2 separate regions of the Anas platyrhynchos genome follow, and region 1 is linked to region 2. The links are chromatin contacts, called in public Hi-C maps. All regions are on one chromosome and are shown on one strand. The core of a region is the stretch at or near the end of the contact, and the rest is flanking DNA. Distances in the headings are between cores, read along the strand shown. Region 1 overlaps WDFY1 (WD repeat and FYVE domain containing 1). Region 2 overlaps LOC106019236 (a long non-coding RNA gene).

What was found. Hi-C and Micro-C count contacts between places; a contact is called where the count stands out from the background.
Region 1: a contact with region 2 is called in a Hi-C map of F1 follicle, with 3 times the contacts expected there. The contact joins two enhancer-like sites. A contact is called at or near these places in 3 of 8 Hi-C or Micro-C datasets (F1 follicle, F5 follicle and subcutaneous adipose tissue).

What each region holds. Positions count from the first base shown.
Region 1 is chr9:21,664,663-21,670,429 of IASCAAS_PekinDuck_T2T, forward strand. It overlaps WDFY1 (WD repeat and FYVE domain containing 1), which reads right to left. Exons shown (of 12, transcript XM_027463972.3): 6 at 4,756-4,868; 7 at 2,253-2,379; 8 at 636-741. Among named protein-coding and RNA genes, the nearest start is that of WDFY1, 15 kb to the right of the region's middle. Within about 2 kb of position 3,494, at least 4 of the 8 cell types and tissues checked have an H3K27ac peak or open chromatin away from gene starts, as enhancers often do. A contact at or near this core is called in F1 follicle and F5 follicle, where this site is marked.
Region 2 is chr9:21,565,286-21,571,305 of IASCAAS_PekinDuck_T2T, forward strand. All of the region lies in intron 5 of LOC106019236 (a long non-coding RNA gene), which reads left to right. Among named protein-coding and RNA genes, the nearest start is that of SCG2, 29 kb to the right of the region's middle. Within about 2 kb of position 2,901, at least 2 of the 8 cell types and tissues checked have an H3K27ac peak or open chromatin away from gene starts, as enhancers often do. A contact at or near this core is called in F1 follicle and F5 follicle, where this site is marked.

The DNA of each region.
Region 1 (5,767 bases), core at 2,244-4,743, 100 kb after region 2:
AGGCAAAGCATTTAAGGGAAGGTTGAATTTTAAATACAGCTTTACGAGGGCAACCAACATTAACCCTTATAATTATGTTTTAACCACTGTGCTAACACAAATCTTTTTAGCCCCTGTGGTGGATACAAATCGATGCAGAGAGAACATGCATGGCAGGCTCAGTTGGTGTGTCTTGGGGTCTTTAAAAAAAAAAAAAAAAAAAGCTGTCTGAGGACTGAATCTCTACATTCTGAAGTGCATCTTGAAAACAGCATCACTTCTTTATATGCTTTGACATGAGTTGAGAACTTATTTCAACACTTTTGAAGCACTGCCCATTAATCTCTTTACTGCTAAGGCTTGCCTGCATCAGGGTGTTCCAGCAGCAAAGGCTGTGGCCATTCCAGACTGAACATGTTGTCTCACTGAGATAAGCAGCGAAGTAGTGCCGAGCCCGTCCTGCACCTCTTGTGTCCCCCAGATCTACCTACTACAATGGGCAGCTAACAGAACAGAGCAGATTTTAAAGGTATTATTCAGCCTTAAAGTCTCAGGCAACACGAGGAAAAACAGCCTGTGGAACAGACCAAGTAAAGCCATGTCAGCCTCCAAAGAGGAAAATAAAAATCTATCTTTGACCTAGAACATGATCTTACCTCTTCCCTGCTGATATCCATGTTCCAAACAGCAATTCCTCCATCAGCTGAACAAGATACTAGCTGCCGTGTCAGCTGGATGTAGCAGATAGCCTGCACCTTGTCACTGCAAACAAAGGATATGCTATTTACCCACACTCATTTAAACAAAGCTTAGTTTCCCAGAAAACCCTGATTTTTCCTTGTAAAGCTATCTAGAATGCTAAAACTGATTTCCAGACATTTTGGTAAGTCTACATAAAGCTACGAAGACGAGTGAAGAGATGCTGCCATGTAAGCCCTACCCTCGCACCAGAAGGTTGACTAGAACTTGTCATGCTCTAAGGCTTGACCAGAATACCAGAGGTACAGCTCCGTGTTAACACTTGCTGGTGAAAAGCACTGGCAGTGAGCTGAGTGTAATCTGGCTCAGAGTGTGAATGCAAATACTCTTCTCTGTTGGCAAGGAGAGCCACTTATCAGAGCAGAGACAACTGGAAAAATAAAAAGAAATATTTATCTCAAGATACATATAGAAAGCAGATGGAGTTTCCAGTCTTGCTAATAAATCATAGTAAGTCTGTAGCTGCAAATGAAAGCATGCTTTCACCAGTAAGTTTAATTCTAAACAAAGAGTCATGGCAAAGTGAAAGTCAACTCTAAGAAACTAAACAAAGGATCTCAACATTAAACTGCTTTGCAACATCTAAATTGAATTAGAAAAGCCATTCTGCTTCTCAGAAGAACTTACTTTCCCATTCAGTATGAAGTCTGATGCTAAATGTGATGTTTGAAGAGAAACTAACAGTGTTTTAAGTCTTCAGCAGGACACATGATAGAGCAGTAACAGCAGTATAAAGTCCTCCAGTTGCTGACGTTAGTTACTCTTTTGTAACCGATACTCTATTTTTAGTTCTTTAGCCATAAAACTAAATCCTCAAGATTTAACAAGAGTTCTAGAACTATGGCTATGAGTCTTGATCAAAGGTGGATGGAGGCATCTACAAATTAGACAAGAGGAGAATGTACTATACAAAAACATCTTTGAACATAAACAAGATCTCTACCACCACTGCATTTCTAAGGAGAATACAGCTTCGGTGGTGAACTGCCTGGCAGACTGAATTCAGGCCCTAGATTTACGAGAGGCAGCTAGGTAGCGTCTCTCTAAAAATACAAAATTGATTAAATACAGACAACTAACTACATAATCTACAGAACAGCAGAGATGTGACATGCTTTTCTGAAGTCCAGTGACCCATCTCAGTAATTTAGCCAATCAGTTTATCACCTCACAGGTCCTCACAAGCAACTCAGTGAAGTGTTTACATAATGCAGAAGCATGCAACTTTTATGTAAAAGCTCAAGTAAGACGATTTAGGTCTTTCACCCACCTCTTTCTATAATCTACTTTTATGTTATATTCTCATTATCCAACTAACACAACCAAAAAAGCTTTATCAGTAATGCTTTCCAATTACTAGTTACCCTTCTTCCCCCTCAGAAGTCTTCAGTTCTGAAAAAAGCTTTCTTCTTCATTATTCACAAAGATTCACATATCTCGCCATGCTATTTGGTCTTCCTAGGACTCTGTGTTCATTACAGAATATGCAGGAAAGACAAGACACCATTACATACTGATGGCCCTGGAGCAGCAACGTTCGCCCCTTCCTTCCACCAATATCCCACATGATGATGCTGTGATCAGAGGCACCCGAGAAGAGCAGTCGTTGAACAGGATCCCACCACAGGGAAGTAATGCTTCCTAGGAAAGAACATTCTACGGTTAGGTTGAGTTAGGTTGAAGGGGGTCACTCCCCAGGCTACTGAAGTGAAACCTGACATACTTCCTTACCACAGTAACAAACGCTAACCCTGCTACAGAGGCAAAAAGCACTGAGAACAGAACAAAAACACCCCCATGAAGAAAGAAATCAAGCATAATTCAGAAAGTTTGATTTAGGAGTTTTCTGTCCCTTGTATTTCTGCGCTTGGTTTTAAGAGCTGGCAGGCTGCTGTGTGACCTTCGGAAGGTAAAAAGCATTAAGGCTTGCCGAGCAGAGACTAGCATACACAATACAGTAAGTTGCTTGGTCAGTGCTTACTGGACAGAGCACAGTATTCCCAGGTAAACCAAGCCCCTTACACAACTATTTTTAACATTAAAATAGTTGGAAAAAGAAGCAGACTCCCTTTCACTGGGAGTCTGTTAGCAAATTTGGATACTACATACTAAATTACGAGATGAGATTTCAGAAGGCCTGGCCGTGCCACTCAATAGTCAAAGAATTTAGCCATCTCACAGTAGGAGTTTTAAACTAAACCCCATATGCATGGTAACATAGACAGGAGACAGAAGTAACTCTCTCACTCATGCCATCTATAGTTCTGTGGTTGCAGCAACATTTTTTCCCCTTACAGATATCCATTGCACAATTGTCATCAAGAGCCTTGTTAGTCTGAAAGCAAGATGAGTGGTAATTACAGCCCAAATCAGTCCCTTCCAGCTCTCTCTAGCAAGAGTCGACTTGCCTCCTTTAGGACTATATTGTTTTCATACTGACCCATTTGGGAACAGTTGTCTCAGAGAACAGTGGCCATCTGCTCCATAAAAAGCAGTTTAAATATTATTTCAGCATTACACAGAGCAGGCTATTAAGTGTGGAGAATTCTGGAAGATGATACTGAGCGACAAGCTCTAAAGCCATTTAAACTGCAGAGTAAACAGTGCTTGCTTATGAAGCCACAGCTAAGGCTAGAACTAGAAAGGAAAACAAGCTGAAGTCAGGTTTTTAGTCTAGCACACGCAGCCACACTCAGAACTAGCTACTGATTAGGTTTAGAGTTACCAGGCCTTGGGAATATCAGGCAGATACTTGGAGGGAAGAAGGCTACACAATCTGTTTTGCTTCAAGGAAAAAAAGCCAAAGCTGTCTGCTCTGCAGACAGTGCTGCTGAAGTAGGCGCTTGGAAGCTCGCTGCGACTCAGCAGATAAAATACATACTGTATGTAATGCCATGTCCAGACGTGCTGCTTTCAGACTAACAATACCATCTATCAAGGCTTTGCATTTTAATACAGACTGTTGCAAAACGTAGAGGTAAAGCAGGGCCAGGATAATTATTTTGCACTTAACTGAAGCAATCTGGAATTCTGCTTGAAAGCAGATGATGCATTTATCATTGGAAAATTTCAGTTTGCCTTTCCTATTCACAGTGAGCTTTGTCATTTTAGTCATCTGCAAAGCAGGAACCTACCCAGCTTACGAAGTCTGCTCTATGCTTACAGCTGTTGGAAAAGGCAGCCTTTTCCAATGGGCCAGTCTCATGACCCAGTAACTCAGCCCTACCCAGATGCAAACTAGTTAGCTGAATTGAAAGTTGCTAGGATGGCGTGAGAAGAGTTAAGTCTTATTTCTCTCAGCATATTATTAAATTATACATTCTTCTGTAATTTGCGTTCTTCCTTAGTCATTACTGAAGACAGTAGCTCTAACACGTTACAGACTACTTGGATCTTCATCTGGCATAAGGGCTTCAGCTATGATACGCAGCATGAGACATTTGTTTTCAAATAGACATTTGATTCTAGTAGGCTCTCTAGATTTCTTGCGTATAGCTTAGCTTCTGCTAACACAGGAAAACATGAACTAGGGTCTCATGATAGACTGATCACGACACTAAAGTCCTCATTGGGAGGAATTAAGCTGCTTTTTAGAATCTAGATTTGGTCTTGCCCAAGCTATTTTAATACTAGAAGATCTCCAGGGGAGTGGGGAGGGAGGAAGGGAAGAGAAAGCAACACGTTCTCGCCCTTTCTTTTCAGTGTTAAGGAAACTAAAGTTTTTAAAGGTGGCCATCTAGTGGATGACTCGTGCCTAACTGAATGCCTGTGTCTACCTTTATTTCTCATCTACAATAAAAATACTTGTCAGTGTATATAGGACCGAGATTTCCACACAGGAGGGTTGCATCTGTTCTTTAAGGAACAGTCAGTATTTGTAGCTTTGAAAAGCTTTTGTAACTAGTATGTCGCACTAGTTGCTTATTCAGTATCTAGCCTTAAGATGTGGATGTCCCATTCTGATATACATGGAGGTATTACAACCTGGGTCAAGTGGAATTAAGAGAGTTACTTTACCTTCGTGGCCTTTGAGTGTTGTGATAATTGAGCACGTGTTCTGCTCAAGCTTCAGGAGAGTGATCTGTCCAGAATAATCACCAACAAATGCATAACGAGTTTCATAGTCATATCTGATCATCAGTCAAGAGAACTTTCGTTTGTTCTTAAAAATGTTTTAAGGGATTGAAACAGAGTATAGATGTCAGCTGCAAAGCCGAAATAAATCAGAAAAGAACATGTTAGTATGCCAGATACATTTTTATATGACTACGTCTAACCCGGTTGGACACTGTTCAATCCTTTTCATTCCTCTCTTCTCCTCACCCTTCCCTACATGCGGAATTAAGACAGTACAGAAAACAAGAGACTAAAGCCACTGGAGAAGCCATGACATAATCCATTCCTTAGTTTAAGGCAGGCTAAGTAGATTTAGATCATTTCTGGCAGATACTTACAGTACACAAGATCTTCTACAAGAGATGCCAGAACTCCTTAGGCTACTTGTAATGCAGACCTACCATCAGTAACACCTCACTGGACGTTGGTGCTGTTCAGACTTTGACCAAATACCTGCTCCCATAAACTCTGTTTCCTAGCGTGTTACAATGGTTGGTACCCCCAGGATAGGAAAACTAAACTCAAGGGTGTCGACCCTCCATGGCTAATTTACCTTACAAGTAGAAGTATACTCCCACTGTTCTAGCAAATGAAATGGTCTCTCCTTTTCATTAACCTTCCCTCTTCTCCACTTCCAGGTTTCCTGATGGAGGTCCTTGCACACACTATCAAAGACTGTCAAAGCATTTGGAGATATCACGTATTTCAGAAAGAGTTCTTCCACGGAACACTGTCAGAAAAGCCACAATGCATCCTAACACAGGATCTGTTAAGATGTCACCTTACACCACAATGGTTTTCTGATATTCCATTCTTGTTACTACATGACTACTGTCTCCAAAAAACAAAGGATAGCAAGCCAGATGAAACCAGATCATTTGCTACTTCTAGATGACCTATGTTATTCAGGAAG
Region 2 (6,020 bases), core at 1,651-4,150:
AGGCCCTTCAGCTGCATCCCTGAGTTCATCCCTCCAGATTCCCACAGTTTCCCCCAATCAGATCTTAAGTTTGCATTGGAGGGGACCCTGGGTTGTTATCCTGATGTATAATCCATAGCTCCCATTTGTGTGAACATCCAAGTGAGAACGGATTACACAGTATAGGGCATCCAGGTGGTTGTCATTTCTTCTTCTTTCAGGGTTGGCTTCTGCTGGTTGATGCCTGAGAAGTTACGTGAACTTCTTTTGCTGAGAAAAATGTGCCATATTGATGGAATTTTCAATCTTATTCAAATGTCAGGCAATCTGCTGGCAGAAATTAGCGTTTTCATCTCTTGACTCCTCGACCTTAATAACCAACAGAAATATCGAGCCAACCTTTTAAAACTGAGATTACTCATTTAAATCCAATTGGAAAAGATGGTGATGGTAAGGAGACAAATGTCAAGGAATTTGGGCAGCTAAGGTATATTCGTCAGACACAGGCTTTTAAGTCTGGTCATTTCCCTATTGATTACAAGTTTGGGGCTGTTCGTAGAGATCAGTTCATTGGCCTAGACATTACAGATTGGTGTGAGCTTTTCTATTTCCTTGCAAAATGTGCCACTAGGATGGAACATCTTGTGCTCCTCTGTTTCTTGTTGCTAAGTACCCATTCTTCACAGTTGCACCTTAAGGTATAAATTTAATAATCCTGTGATGTTTACTCTCTTTTGTACCGAGCCACAAGATTTCCAGTAATATGAAGGAATATATATATTTTAAGGTCAAATTGTACATTAATCAATCTAAGTTGGATAGAAGCATATTATTGAACTGGTTTCCCAGCTGGTCTAGAGTTCTATGCACGTATTGAAATTAACTGATGTTTGCCAGTTAAGATGTTAGCCTAATATTGGCCTAATATTAATTTGATGCTTTAGAAAGCGCATTTTTTCTGAAAAATGCTTTGTTGGAAAGAAAATGAATGACAGATAAAGAAAAACAGGATTTCAAATTCTAAATCACTATTTTTCCTGGAATATTAGCTTGCTTCTCTGAAGATAGCTTGCCTTAAGACCTGGGCAAATATCAACACTGTTATGTTGTAACAGTGCAAAGAAAAAACAACCAAGCAACAACAACAACAACAAAAAAAGTTATACCATTTCTATTGTGATGAATGTCAGGGATCCATACTTATGGATCTGTGCAAAGCCTAAAATCCTGACATACTTTATATTTTGTTTCCTTATATTAAGAGCTTTACCAATGGACCACAGCTGTGTTGTTGTGGTATTTTTGCTTTTGCTTTGATAGGGATTTGGTACCCAAGAGTAAAACTTATCTGCCATTTTGACTTCTCAGATACTTAAAGGGTTATGGAGAATATCTGTGTTGTAGAAAAATGGGAGTGTGTTATATAAGATTCCTATTTGTTGCATGACATCTTTGTCCTGCTGAATAAGTTAAGATGTTGACTTAGACACCCTGCATGTCTAGAGAATTTTAAGAAGTTTGCCTTTCTCTGAACCTTCTTGCCTTGCACTTATTTTTCCAGTGAGTTTATGCAAGAATCCCACTTAAAAAATGTGTTTGAATTCTAGTTATATTCACATCTGGAGCTGGCCAAGAACGTTCAGCTTTGGGCCCACCTTTCCTTGTTTTCTTGTGAATCAATAAGGTGCACTGCATTTCTCACCACATATTTGCAGAAACAGTTATTACCAGTTCTCCAAATTAAATCAGAGCAAGTCAGCATTTTTTGGTTTGCTTCAAAATATGCTTAACAAAATAGCTCCTTAATGCGAACAACGATTTTTGGTTTTGTTTCTCAAGATGAAATGATGGAAAAGGGGCCATTGTTTGGGATCCACAATGGGACCTGCAATGGCAGAACCACGCATTGCTAGAGAATTGTGTTTGATGAGCTGTGCATCTAAACATGACCATCTCCAAACACATTCAAATACCACGTGAGATATTTGAATGTTGGCAGAGTACTCTTCTTTTTTTCCCCGTACGTTTCTTTTTTGCTCACAGTTTCTCTTTGCTCTTTCAAGAGTTGGGGTTTTTTTAGAAAGCTGTTAATGAGTTCCCATTACAGTTTGTTACTGAGCACCTCAGAGCTATGGGAAAGTACGCAGGAACACTCTGCTCTTTCACTTCAAGTGGGTAATTAACTGCCTAAACTACTTTTGGACTTCTTTCAAATTACAGAACTGTTTAAGATATGATAGATGACCAGGTATTTTCAGAGAAAGTTTTAACAATAACATAATGTACATCTTCTGGTAGCAATGAAATTCTTATTTTCTGGCTGCCTTCATTCCAGAGCAGGGCTGTGGTTTTGCTATCTAAGGAAGGATATCACGGTAGGCATGCTGTGTACCATCAGCCCTCCATGAAGATGCTATGTTCAACTCAGTATAATTTCTAAGAACCCCTTCTTAGGGAATGCTGTCAAAGTCTTTTGCAGAGCTGTCTCACATCCCATAGGGAAGGAAATTCACGATGCGTTTCCTCTTGCCAAGCAAGTTCTTCAGCCTGGGAAATCTTGGCAAAAATTCGTGATAGCCTGAGCTGATCACCCACTTTGGGTGATTTGGCGAGGTAGAATAGGTTGGGCACTATCCTCTTGAAGGCTAAGCTTTAGTTGGCAAAGAGGTAATAATTAAGGTGATCTTTTCCTGTCCAGAAGCCAAAGCACTATTTAAAAGTGGTCTCTATAAAGCACTTAAAAGCTTATAAACACAGCAAATAGTTAAAAATAATAATTGTTATTTTTTTCTCTAAATGCCTTGAACTGTACATTCTAATCTAAAAAGATTAAGAAATATCTCCTTATAACCCTTCCCACAAATGCCCTTTATACACTACTGAAAAAACTGTCTACTGCTTTGGCATAACACCCTCACAATTTGCTGTCTATTGGCTCGTCTCCATTACGACATCCTTAACTATAATCTGCAGCTGATCTTTTAGGCTTCCCAGTAGGATCAAAGACTATTTTCTAACTATCAAAATAGTTTCCCAAGAATTTCCTTCCCTTCCTGTGGATTCAGTGCCACCACAGAGTGATTAATGAATTCATTTACTTACCATTCTGCCATTCTGGTGTTTGGTTTTGTTTGGTTGGTCTTGTTTGGTTTTGTTCTTCTGTTTTGTTGTGTTTTGTTTGTTTTGTTTTCCTCAAGGTTATCTACATGTACGCAGCTTATCTTACAGATGCAAGTAGTGTGGACCTGTGCTTTGCTTACATGTGTCTGTACCTGGGATGAGAAGCAAATGCGTTAGTCCTCAGGAGCTCATAGGTCTGGACTAAAGGCTGACCTGTAAGTTAGAAACATGCAGTCATGGGGAAAATGCATGTTTACGATGGAGAGAAGGGAGAAATATGCCATTCCTGGTGAATAGCTCATTTCTATTTTCTGTGTTTACCTAACTGCTGTGAAAAAACAAAACAAAACAAAACAAAAAATAGGCAAGTCTATGAGTCTATGATCTGTTCCTCTATTGAGAGAGATGCACAGAATAAAGACGGGCGTCAGGCTGTGAAGAAAAATCACAGTGAGTTGGATCAATCCAAAAGCACTTACCCACTCCAAAGAGCAGAAATGAGAACAAAAGGGATAAACAAAGAAACCTAAATCCCACACCAGCAGCCCAATATTAGAAGGATGATTAAGATTATGGGCCTAAGGGAATGTGTACATTGCAATACTGAACATGGAGTACCTAACTTTTAGGCTACCTAGAAAAGTTGGCAGGCCTGACTGAGCTGTGCAGGCTGTTTGTAAGGTACTGCATTGGTGAACTGAAGGCGTGGGGATGAAGACGTGTACAGGTAACTGTCTCCGGAAGCCATTAGGAAATTCATGTAAGCAAGTTAACAACTGCAGAGGCAATAAGGTACTTGATGCTGAACTTTGCGTGTCTACACTGATGGTAGAAGGCGAAAGGAAGCATAGCTCTACTATATGGGGAAAAAATGCTAGCTAAATAATCTATGCCATGAGCTTGGATCTCTCTGGCTACATCCTTTCTGTTGTACTAGTGGTCTGCATTGAATGGGTAGGTGCTGGAGCCATCTCAAGGTTACCTGGTTCTTCGTGTGAGATTTACTAACTGGCAATACTTCTGAAGTCCTGGACAAAAACAGGAGCTAGCAAAGCATGCCTGTGATGTGTCCATAGTAGTCCTTCTGCTTCTGAGGTGGGTGCTGAGAGCCTCTCTAGGTGCTTTTCTTACTGGGACAACAGCCTTTGGAGCACTGCCCCAGCATAACCTGGCAGAGACACGGTGAAGTGTCCCAGCCCCTCTGATGGACTTGTTTTGTTTTGTTACAACATACGTCCTCTGCCCTCCAAAGGCTGCTCACTGAACTGCTGAATTGCACAGAGATGAAGTCTACTCAACAGAAAGGTGTTCTTAATGCAATTGTTCTCGATTCTTAATAACGATAATTAAATCCTTACTTGATGTTTGTTGCAGCATCTACTGAAACCAGAGAGACAAATTTCTTTAACTGCAGCACGTCTCAGATTAAGGCTTTTAGCAACACAGAAATTATCCCTTTTCAGGCCAACATAATAGAGTTCTCACAGGTCCAAAAAATACTGCCAGTTCCATTCCTGTGCTGGGCTCTGTTTCCCACCTCCAGCCTGAAACACATTCAAGCTCGATGCCGTTGCAGTGCTGTCCATGCACGAAGCTCCTGTTCATACAGGCAGAGGAACTAACCTGTCATTTAATCAGGTGGCTTCTCGTTGTGTTGGTAGGCGACAGCCCTGCCTCGTGCTGGAACAAGGGCTGCATGGTGTGGCTGTCGGGCAGGCTGCTCTTCTCTGGTCTGAGTAAAGATCAGTGTGTGATGGATGACATGGTGGTGCCCATGCTGTCTGTATGCCGTGTGGCATGCAACCAACCATTTGCAGCGCTGTCCTTTGATATGGATGAAGTTCTGTGAAAATATTTTTGACTTCTTTCGTATCTCGAAAATCTAGTGCAATGAAACGATGCTGCTTTGGTGGAAAGTGAACTTGGATTTGAGTTTTGACTCTCGGTTGTGCTCTTTGTGGTTAACTTAGCCCTCAAATTAATATGAGTCCGCATGGTGTTTTTTTCAATATTCTACCCTAAATTTGCACAAAAGTTTGCTCTTAATGAATCTGAGCAAATTCCAGTGCCAGTTGCTACTCATCAACCTTTCAGATCCTTTATGCAAATGTGCACATGCCATACCCTGCTCAACTCTATTTATGACTGAATGCTGCTGCTTTGTGCTGAAATGCTTGGTTATGGCAACCGGTGCAATCAGCTAATTCATTAATTAGCCGAAGACTTTTTAACTCTGGTGTTGCACTTCAACCTTACTGTTCAGAAGGGGAAATCTGAAGTTGTTTAGATTTCTAATGAGGCTGGAGTAAAGCTGTTCTGGTAATCAACCCACAAGGTTTTTTCTAACATTTACTATAGCATTGCATAATGAATTGAGGCATATTTTTCTCAAAAGAGATGAGAAAACTGATAAAATTTTATAAGCTCCCAGTCTGTATTTCTCTTTCTTACAATTGCTTTTAGAATGAAGATATTTTAATGAGTGCTAATTATACCTTTAAAATGTCAAGTATTTGTGTCTCTTCTATGAGAAATGCTATAATCTATGCAAACTCACCAGTATCTCTGTGGATCCCAACAACATGTTGGTGGGCAGCTGTGACCCACACTGAAAACATGCTTGCTAATCTATCTAAATTAAGGATATTAACTAAATAAAAGAGGATGCAACGTGCCCAGCACACTCTCTCTTCCCTTTTGATTGAGCAGGCATGAGTATGTTCCCTCTGTCAGGTCACGTAGCCTGCACAGGGGCAGCACAGGAACTGAGAGGACATTCCCTGAAAGCCCTGCAGTGTGTTGTGATGGTGAGGTCTCTATGGTGGGAAAGGGAACGAGTACAGAATAGGGTCATGGCTTGAATGGAGAGACTGGTTTTGCTCTTTCCATTGTTCTGGATGAAATTCTGCAGACAAATTTCT